2 separate regions of the Podarcis muralis genome follow, and region 2 is linked to region 1. Evidence: chromatin contacts called from public Hi-C data. All regions are on one chromosome and are shown on one strand. Each heading gives the region's core, a stretch centred on a gene start, on an enhancer-like site or on the middle of the called end of the contact. The rest is flanking DNA. Distances are from core to core; before and after follow the strand shown. Region 1 holds the start of ARL14EPL (ARF like GTPase 14 effector protein like). Region 2 holds the start of TMED7 (transmembrane p24 trafficking protein 7).

The links. Hi-C and Micro-C count contacts between places; a contact is called where the count stands out from the background.
Region 2: a contact with region 1 is called in a Hi-C map of blood, with 6 times the contacts expected there. The contact joins the promoter of TMED7 here to the promoter of ARL14EPL in region 1. A contact is called at or near these places in 2 of 3 Hi-C or Micro-C datasets (blood and tail).

What each region holds. Positions count from the first base shown.
Region 1 is chr11:22,983,170-22,988,039 of rPodMur119.hap1.1, reverse strand. ARL14EPL (ARF like GTPase 14 effector protein like) reads left to right here and starts at 2,743. Exons shown (of 5, transcript XM_077936118.1): 1 at 2,743-2,844; 2 at 3,924-4,044. The coding sequence starts at 3,943.
Region 2 is chr11:23,134,511-23,139,715 of rPodMur119.hap1.1, reverse strand. It overlaps TMED7 (transmembrane p24 trafficking protein 7), which reads right to left and starts at 3,928. Exons shown (of 4, transcript XM_028748676.2): 1 at 3,796-3,928; 2 at 3,485-3,704; 3 at 665-910. The coding sequence starts at 3,676.

The DNA.
Region 1 (4,870 bases), core at 1,494-3,993:
TTTTGGCGTGACCACTCAGAAAGCCCCCAATTTCAGTTTTTTAAACTTCATGAAATACATTGGTACCTTGGGTTAAGTACTTAATTCGTTCCGGAGGTCTGTACTTAACCTGAAACTGTTCTTAACACTTTAGCTAATGGGGCTGCACCACCGGAGCACGATTTCTGTTCTCAACCTGAAGCAAAGTTCATAACCTGAAGCACTATTTCTGGGTTAGCGGAGTCTGTAACCTGAAGCGTATGTAACCTGAAGCATATGTACCCCGAGGTACCACTGTACTTTTCAGTGACCGCTGATGGAAATAACATTGCAATGAAGTGAGATGGCACAGCAGGCCTGTGTTATATGTGTGGCCTACATAGCAGATGTTAAGACAGCAGAACTCATATTTAAGATAAAGAGTAACACAGTGATGCCACTGCTTCTGGAATTGGCCCTACAGTGAGAAAGAGTGTGGTGGTCAACTTCAAATATCAGAATTTGAGTACCATTTAAAAACAGCAAATTGTCAGTTACTTAGTTTTATATATATATATTTTTTACCACAGTTGAGAGCACCATTTGGATTTTTTGTCTTAGGTGCCAGTGTTTTTGGCCTCATCACTGCAAATGGAGTTTGGTGTTTCCCTTTTGGGCATTATGCAACAGGGCAGCACATGAGTTTCAGATAAAAATAAAACATTTGCAGGTAAATGAAATGTGAGAGTTGGGTGTGTGGACTTTTTAAACTTCCAGCTTCCAAAAGCGAAGGGTGCTAAAAAGTTCTAACGCGACTTGGGAATTCAAAACATATTCGGGTTAAAATAATATAATTTAGTTTTGCTTGGTAAGTAAAATGTGTGAGAAATTGCACAGAAGTTGTTAAAAAGCATGGCCAAGTATTTGCAGTTACGTATTCTATATTACCTGACGTTTTCAGAAGGTAAAATTAAAATTCTTTGGTTTTCTGAAAGCAGTTCTTAGGAGACTCTTAATCTCAGGGCTGTGGGTTCCAGCCCCACACTGATTCCTGCAATGTGGGGTTGGACCTTGTGGTCCTTTCCAATTTTGCAATTCTGTGGTTCTGTGGTAATCTTAAATTTACTAAGCTAAATGTTGTCCAGTCACAAAAAAAGCAGGTTTGAATTTTTCACACCCAAAAACAATATTTTAAAGACCTCCTCACTGAATAAATTTTGGGGGAAATAAATTTCACCCCTTAAAACGACGCGCCCTGCTCAGAGCCAGATTTAGGTTTGATGAGGCCCTCAGCTACTGAAGGTAATGGGGCCCTTTATATGTCCAGCTGTCCTTTGTCAACAACAAATTGCCGCTGCTTTTTGTGTTGAATATGTGCTATATGGTAATTTATGAACCTAATAGGTATCTAAAGCCATTTGCAGATAACAGAATATGTGTTTTATCAAAGTAATTGATATAGAAATGAGAAAACCAGTGATATTTTAGGGAGCAGGCGAGCAGGCGGGGCCCATTACTTATACCATAGGAGCCTACACAACACAAAACATTGTTGCTGTATGTAGGTTTTAGTTTATTTGTTTTTTATCTTATATTTTGGAAATATCGTCACCTTTAAGGAAAGCTGTCTAAAGCTGTTTCGTCATTAAAAAGTCCCTGCAATTACCCCAAAATGCAAAACGGGCGAGGTCCCAACTAAAGAAGAATGGCAACAACTTTAGTTGACAGAACGTGCACAACTTGCAGATTTAACACACAGAACAAAAAGAACATACATTTAAAGAAGATTGGAAAAGGTTTATTGAATATATGGGAAATAATTGTGTACAGCTGAAAACGCTGGAAGCGTTAAGATAAATTCAACAGTGTAGACAAGTTTGGATGGGTGCAATAATGGAATAGTTTATTTGTAAAATATGAGGGGTTTATGATATGCAAAATGAACCATGGAAAGAGAAGAAGGGAAGTAATTGGTATCTTAAAGATGTAAAATGAGTGTTTTAAATTGTAAAACAGAAAACTTAATAAAATTATATACAAAAAGAAATGAAAATATATAGTTAGAATGGATAGAAGTCCCTGCAATTAACTGAGCTTTCTGACTATAAAGAGGGAGAAGCCAGATACATTGTTCTCTGAAGTGAGGTGGGATGAGAGGAAGAAGGGCTTATACACACAAGGAGAAGCAGCCTTTAACAAATCCTGGAAGATTTTTGTTTTGGTGCAGAGGAACGGGGACAGGAAAGCACATTGGCCCAATTCCAGCTCCTGATTTATTCAGCTTATTTCCATGACCTCCATTCCTGATTGGTAAAAAACTTGACCTGAAAGAAACCCTGTGTGTGTAATCTCCAAATATATATTTTATAATATATTCTTAGCCAAACATATATTTTATTTTATTCTAAGCCAAATTAACTGCAGGCGTGAGAGCCTCTCTGAGGCGGCCTTGGGGGTCTCTCTCACCAAGCCCCCACCCCCTTGAGGAGATTAGTATATAGCATATATAGTATCTAGATCTCCTCAAGGGTTGGGGGCTTGGTGGGAGAGACCCCCAAGGCAGCCTCAGAGAGGCTCTCACGCCTGCAGCTAATTTGCCTAAGAATAAAAGCAGCCGCCATATCTCCTCATATTCTTTTTTTTAATCTCAGCTAGATTTCTGGTGCAATTCAGGCCAGGCTCCGCCTCCTTCCTGAGTCCTCTATGTTGGGTGGGGCTGATGGGAGTTGTAGTCCAATATAGTTGGAGGGCTTCGGATTAGGGAAGACAGGCTCAGACTTACACATCAGGGGTAGAAACCAAAAGCTTATCCTTATTGCAGTACCCCAAAAACCTGGTGTCTTTCAGCAGTCGTCTTCTGCACGGGCCAGGGAGGTGGTGGGTGAGGTTAGAATTAGTACTGAGGATTGTTGGTGGCTTGGCTAGAAAGCCAAGTGAACATTTGTAGACCTTTATAGTACACAGTGGTACCTCGGGTTACAGATGCTTCAGGTTACAGATGCTTCAGGTTACAAACTCCACTAACCCAGAAATAGTGCCTCGGGTTAAGAACTTTGCTTCAGGATGAGAACAGAAATTGTGTGGTGGCAGTGGGAGGCCCCATTAGCTAAAATGGTGCTTCAGGTTAAGAATGGACCTCCGGAAAGAATTAGGTTCTTAACCCGAGGTACCACTGTACTGGCTTCAATACCTTTTAATATACAGTAGTACCTCAAGTTACAGACGCTTCAGGGTACAGACTCTGCTAACCCAGAAATAGTACCTCAGGTTAAGAACTTTGCTTCAGGATGTGAACAGAAATCGTGCTCTGGTGGCGCGGCAGCAGCAGGAGGCCCCATTAGCTAAAGTGGTGCTTCAGGTTAAGAACAGTTTCAGGTTAAGAACAGACCTCCGGAACGAATTAAGTTCTTAACCCGAGGTACCACTGTATCTCTAATGTATTCTTGTCACTGGCTTTCTGATAATTCTGTTAGTTTGTTTGCCCACAGCCAGCAGAGCTTTGTGACACGTTAAACACTTACAAATGTATTATTACGGCATATGCATCTGATGTAGTTTCCTGTCGCAACAAATTTGTTAGGTTTCTTTTTTTAATGTGCCACGAGGCTGTTTGTCATTCTTGCTGATAATGTTATTAGATTAAGTAGCCCTCAAATTGTCCTAATCTGCCGTTGTTTTTTTTTAAACATTTTCGTTGTGCCTTCTGAAGCTTTAGAAGTACTCTTGCAGGAATTAACATGTGGAGATGAAGTATATCCGTGGGATTTTTTGAAGGGCCAGGGGAGTAATGTAAGAAAGAATGAATAATAAAAAATCTGGGTTCAGTTACTATGGGAGAGAAAGGGTTCTGTATCTAGGTTAATGTGCCCTATAAAATGTCTCGTTGCTGCCATCTTTGAAAATCTTTAGCTGCCTAAAGTCTGGCACATGCCTCACCTGTATACATTGTAAACCTCCCATTTTAGGTTTTGCGTACCTTTGACAATGGAAGGTTCCTCAGAAGGAAATGGTCCAGCAGGAGAACAATCTGCGGCTGCGGGGCTGGTAGGAGCAATTAGCACTTGCACTAAAGAGCAAAAACAACAGGTAGGATATCTGAGTGCACACATATTATTTATTTCTATATTTCAAAAGGTGTCTTCTTTTCTAAATTACACTATAGAAAATGAAATTTTAAGTTGATCCACGCTGTGGTTTTTATATTGTATTTTGTGTGTGTGTGTGTGTGTGTGCGAACTGCCCTGAGGATGAATGGTGGTATACAAATTTAGTAAATAACAATAAAATAAAAGTTTACATTTTCCAACCAGGGGGTTCCTCCCGTTAGAAATCTGTCTGGAACCTTAGTATTGATACAAATGTATAACATGCCTAGATCTCTCTTAGGTTTGGATCCCCCAACCTAGCTATTTAGCAGCTCCAATATTCCTAAGTGCTGCAAGATGCCCATATTTTCAACCATCTTTCTACTGACAAGGGTCCTTATGGGACAAAGGAAATAGAGGATAGACTTTATGCTGTCAATAAAGTGATGTGTACTTTTCTTCATCATCTTAATGGGAGGGGGGGGATATATAGCTCAGAGACAATGTGTCACAGCTTCAGACAGTAAGTACTAGGCTGTTGATTATTTATTGCATTTATTTGAGTTGCATTTTGTAAAAGGGCAACTAATAAGTTTGATTAATATGAATAATTAATAATAATGTTTTCCCATAGCAGGAATTCTCTGGACGTCTCACAAAGGAAAAACAACATTTAAAAACAGTATAAACACAAAAAACTATAACAAATTAATTTTAAAAAACCACTGAAGCACAATTCAAAACTCATTTTAAGGCTGAGAGATTGAGATTATAAAGAGTTAATTAAAGAATAGATAACTCTTCACCTGGTGCTGGAAATTTCATAA
Region 2 (5,205 bases), core at 2,679-5,178, 150 kb before region 1:
GACTTCCCTCCTTCTCCTTCCATGGTTCATTTTGTTTGTCTTTCGTTCCTGCATATTTTACTACTGTATAGTGTATGCTACTGTATACTACTGTATTTTAATCAGTTCTCCATTTTTACATCACTCAAAATTTATTACACTGTTGATTTTATCTTAATGCTGCCAGCGTTTTCAGCTTTAAGCTATCAACTACGGCTGATCTGATTATATTATCCACATTTGAATATGTAGGTTTTGATTTTATGTGAAGACAGAAAGCCTTCAGAAATAAATACATCATATACTTATTTGTATGATGTAGGCTGGCTGACTACTTTGTGCACAGTAAATATTTCTTGAGTAGCACTAGGGTATGTTGATATTGTGCAGCAATTTCTTTCCTACCCCAGTGGTCCAACTCCTCACCCTCTTGCTGGGACAAAAAACAGCGACTATTTACTAGTGGAGCAGTTGAATAACTAAGGCTGCAGAATCCTAAAACTACTTACCTGGAAATAAGCGCCATTAAATTCAAAAGGACTTACTTTTGAATAGCTTTGGCTTGGGAATGCATTGTAAAGCTATGACAAATGCCCGTCTTCCAAAGGCAGCAAAACTCAAAATTCTAATTGGTGGTATGAGAATTAAAGTCTAACTTTATATTTATACTCAGTTGTGTAACTACCTGAGTAAGTGCAGTAACTCTGTTTTCGCTAGGAAACAGAGGCGGATCATCTCCAATCTGGAAGTCGAAGTACACTGTTTTGTGTGTAAAGGTAGAAAACTCGTTGCTGAAACAAAACTTGTACGTCCCATTTCTGGATGCGGTAAAGGTGAAGCTATCGTATTGTTTCTTCATCTCTTTGTATAGCACAACGCCGTCTGGATCTTCTAAGCGGCAGTCAACATCATAGTGCCCTCCAGTGATCACCTATGGAACAAAGAAAACTGGTACTTGGAATAGTCAGCCATATCACCCTCCCTAGCAAAATATCCTTCCATAAGAAAGGGGGAAACCCATAGCATCAGGTACAATGATTAAAGGCAGTTCAGCTCCGGCATATGAAGAGTATTAAGCTATAAAGAGAGCCAAGAAAAGGGACCACTTATAACACTAATTCCCCACATAGCTATGCGTGGAAGACACCAGCGAGATGGTACCTATTTTACTGCTTTAACACCATCTCCTAAACCTTCTTTATTTGAAACATTCTCTCAGTAAAGTCAATTCGATATATGGGAATAACGGTCTAAAATTGCTCAACCCAAACAGCGGTGGGGGGATTTGCAGAAGCACAACACTGTACTACCTTGCTGAGTGGAAGGAATGAGGAAGTAGGTAGCATGGCAATCTAAAGTTGTCAAATAGGTCAGTGTTCTGTGGCTTCACAGAACTGGTGTTGCCTGATTGCATAATAAGGAATGCTCCCTTTGTTTCCATTTAACGATGAGATGATTCACCATTCAGGCTGGGTAGCAAAGAAATGTATTGCTGGACATTTTAGGTCACACCTGGTGAACATCTTTAACAGAAAACACTATTTGACATACTACCCCTGGGTTTCATTCACATGTTTCAGAAACAAAAATCTGAAACACTAGTGGGGGCAGTGGGGTTAAAGGTTAAGTACCCCTCCCCTAACTACTGATCTCTGCTGTCCACTGCTCCATCTCATTGCCAGTTTGCAGAGAAGTGGTAGCCGGAGTAATGTAGCAATCTGGCTTTAGGTTTTATATTCCAATGTCTCTGCTTGTTAAAAAAGAAAACAGGAATAGTAATACATGTTGAACTTCCTTGATTCTTTTCAAATTTCTGCCTTGGCAGCACACAAAGAAATAACTTATGGTAGCAATCTTTCCCATTAGTTTTCAGAAAGTAGTCGAAAGTGTGAAACACACCAGAACGCATACGTTCTTATTGGATTACACCCAACAATTGATGCATTTTACTGGGCCATGTGAGTAACAATTGGTTGTATATATTTTTCCGACCTATAAGTTATACTGCATTCCTTTAACCTAACTCAAACTTATTTAATATTATTCTCTTTTCTATGCACAGCATAGTGCAAGTATTGAAGGACACTAGATCTGATGGTTTGAAAGCCAAAAAATTGCTACCGTTTACTTTTGAACAGATGCAGCTGCACCAGAGAGATCCAAGGAGTCACTGTGTTCTCCAACTGAAAACTGCAACAGGCAGTTGGTGTTATATGCCCTTTACTCATGCAAGCATTTAAATAAACTTGGACCTCTCTTTTCTCTCATGAGGATCACTTTGAAACATCTCAACATGTTATCTTAGACAGTATCTGACTATTTCAATTACATCTCCCACTTTTTAAATTTCAATTGCTTAATAGTTACCTTTCAGGGCCGAGCACTCACAAATTAACATACACAGAGAAATAAAACAGAACCTTAGGCACAATATAAAACAGTGAGTGGATACAGACAGACACACGAGATATACTGAAACATCACACAAGGAAAGATATCAGTACACATTTATATTATCCTTTGAAGATTAAATGCAAGAACTGAAATAACCAAACCAAAGTTAACTGGAAAAAGAGTTCCTGAACCACCTGTTTGCATTCTACAAGCAGCAGCAGAAAGGGAAGAATTCCCTATTTGTGCCCCACCCCACCCCTCATTTGAGGAACACAGAATTGTAGAATTGGAAGGGTCCCCAAGGCTTATCTAGCCCAACTCCTTGCAATGCAGGAACCTAAACATAAAAAGCTGCAAAAAAGAAGACAAGAAGGTAGATCTCCCCGCTCCACGTTGGCTTTTCAGTGTCTGCTTTAGGGGGTAATTTTAAATCACAATATTGCCTGCCTAGGTAAAGGTAAAGGGACCCCTGACCTTTAGGTCCAGTCGTGGCCGACTCTGGGGTTGCGGCGCTCACCTCGCTTTGTTGGCCAAGGGAGCCGGCATACAGCTTCCGGGTCATGTGGCCAGCATGACTAAGCCGCTTCTGGCGAACCAGAGCAGCGCACGGAAACACCGTTTACCTTCCCGCCAGAGTGGTACCTAATTATCTACTTGCACTTTGATGTGCTTTCAAACTGCTAGGTTGGCAGGAGCAGGGACTGAGCAATGGGAGCTTGCCCCGTTGCGGGGATTCGAACCGCCGACCTTCTGATTGGCAAGTCCTAGGCTTCTGTGGTTTAACCCACAGCGCCACGCGCGCCTGCCTCTAATTACACCAAAGCACTTACAGTGGTACCTCAGGTTACAGACGCTTCAGGTTACAGACCCAGAAATAGTGCTTCAGGTTAAGAACTTTGTTTCAGGATGAGAACAGAAATCTGCTCCAGCAGCACGAGGCACCGTTAGCTAAAGTGGTGCTTCAGGTTAAGAACAGTTTCAGGTTAAGAACGGACCTCCGGAACGAATTAAGTACTTAACCTGAGGTATTCTAGAATAACCCAAAGGCAGGCAACTAAAAGACAGCTCTCACAAGAAACAAGGGCCTGTCTGGCGTGCGAGGCGCCCTTACCTGGAACTCCAGGGTACACTTGGTGCCCTGCACGATCTCCTCATAGAAGCACTGCTTGGCGTTATCTGGCAACTCGAAGGTGATCTCCGAGGCGCGGACAGACCAGCCCAGGTTGAGCAGCAGCAGCAGCAGCAGCGCCGCAGCCGGCAACCTCAGGGAGGCTCCGGGGCCCTGCCAGCTCCTCAGCAACATCTCTCGGCCGCAAGCGCTGAAGGGTGAACTGAAAAGCGAAAAGCGAGAAAGGAAAGTGAGATCAAAGCGTCGGCTTCGCCCGAGGCCTAGCGAAGGTGGGCGTCGCACCCCAACCTCACCTGCGAAGGGAGCCGGATGTAAGCCGGTTCCCACCTGCGGCGTGGCCGAAGGAAAAAAAAAAAGGAGGGGAACGAAGCGGAGCCGACGACCCGGAAGTGACCGGGCTCCGGCAGCAGAAACTTCCGGGTGAGTTGTCAATTGTAGACGTGGTGTTCTTTGAAGGGAGAAGGGGGAGGGGGCGGGGACTAGGCAAAAGAGGCGGGCGGGGCTTGAGGGAGCTAGGAGAGCTAGAACGAGTCCACGCCAGCCGCGAGACGTTCTTATTGGCGCTTTCCAGGCGAGGCGCTGATTGGATGTTGCCGGGTGACGGCCGATAGGGCGGGTGAGGGAGTTTTCTGGGAAGCGGGAAAGAGGCGGCGGCGGCGGCGGCCTGTGCTCAGTTGAGGTGGAGAAAGAGGCGCCGAAGGGCGGCGTGTGGAAGTCGCACCCCTCACTCTGGATGTGTGTAAACGCTTTTTTCTTCGCTGGCAGATACACCTAAACACATATAATCAGTGAGTAAGTCCCATTGAACTCACTGGGTGTTTGTTGACTTATGTATGTACTTAAAATAATTTTATTTTACCTCAGCGTTCATTCGTTTTCTGCATTTATACCCCACCTTTTTCTCCAAGGAGTTCACATGGTTCATTTTTTTAAAAGTATATGCTGACATTCAAAAGATGTCTGTCCACACAGTGACTTACAATCAATGTTTTTTATATAAAACTTTATTTTTTAAAAACCATTGCACTAATAACAGCAATGAAAAATTAAATCCTTTAAACTAAGTTCAGTTAGCCAACCCTTGCAATAAAATAGGGTCACTACCCCTCATTATTCAAATCGCTGATGTGAAGATAAAACACTAGATAAAAAAATAATTTTCCCCGTTCTAAAAAAAAACCACCCAACCCCGTAGGTTTTTATTAGATTGCAATTGCTGACATAAGTGTCCTTGACGAAGATGAAAAGTGATACTCTTATTTCCTCTGAATACCCAAGGGACTAATTTTGAAGTTGCTGCCACCTCTTGGGGAAAAGCCACAGTGTTTATAAGCTTCCTGTCTAGTTCTATAACGCTCTCTGATTTCTGAAGCATTGAGAACAAATCAGCAGACCTTAAAACCACTGGAGGAAACTCTTGATTCAAAAGCTTACTGCATTGTTACTCTGCTGCTCATGATTTAATAATACGAGGAGCACAGACTGCTTGTTGCTTGGTTAGGTTATCCAGACATTTTTTCTGCTAAGCATCTCTCTTAAAGAATAAGCAGATGATCCATTTTTTTATCTACAAACGGTAAGAATTTAGTGTGATGAAGTAACTCACTTGGTTAACCTGCAAGTATAGTTAATTTCCAATTAAAAAACCATACTACTGGGCTTTGCCAATTAATTTAAATCACCTGGGGGGAAGGCAAACCTTT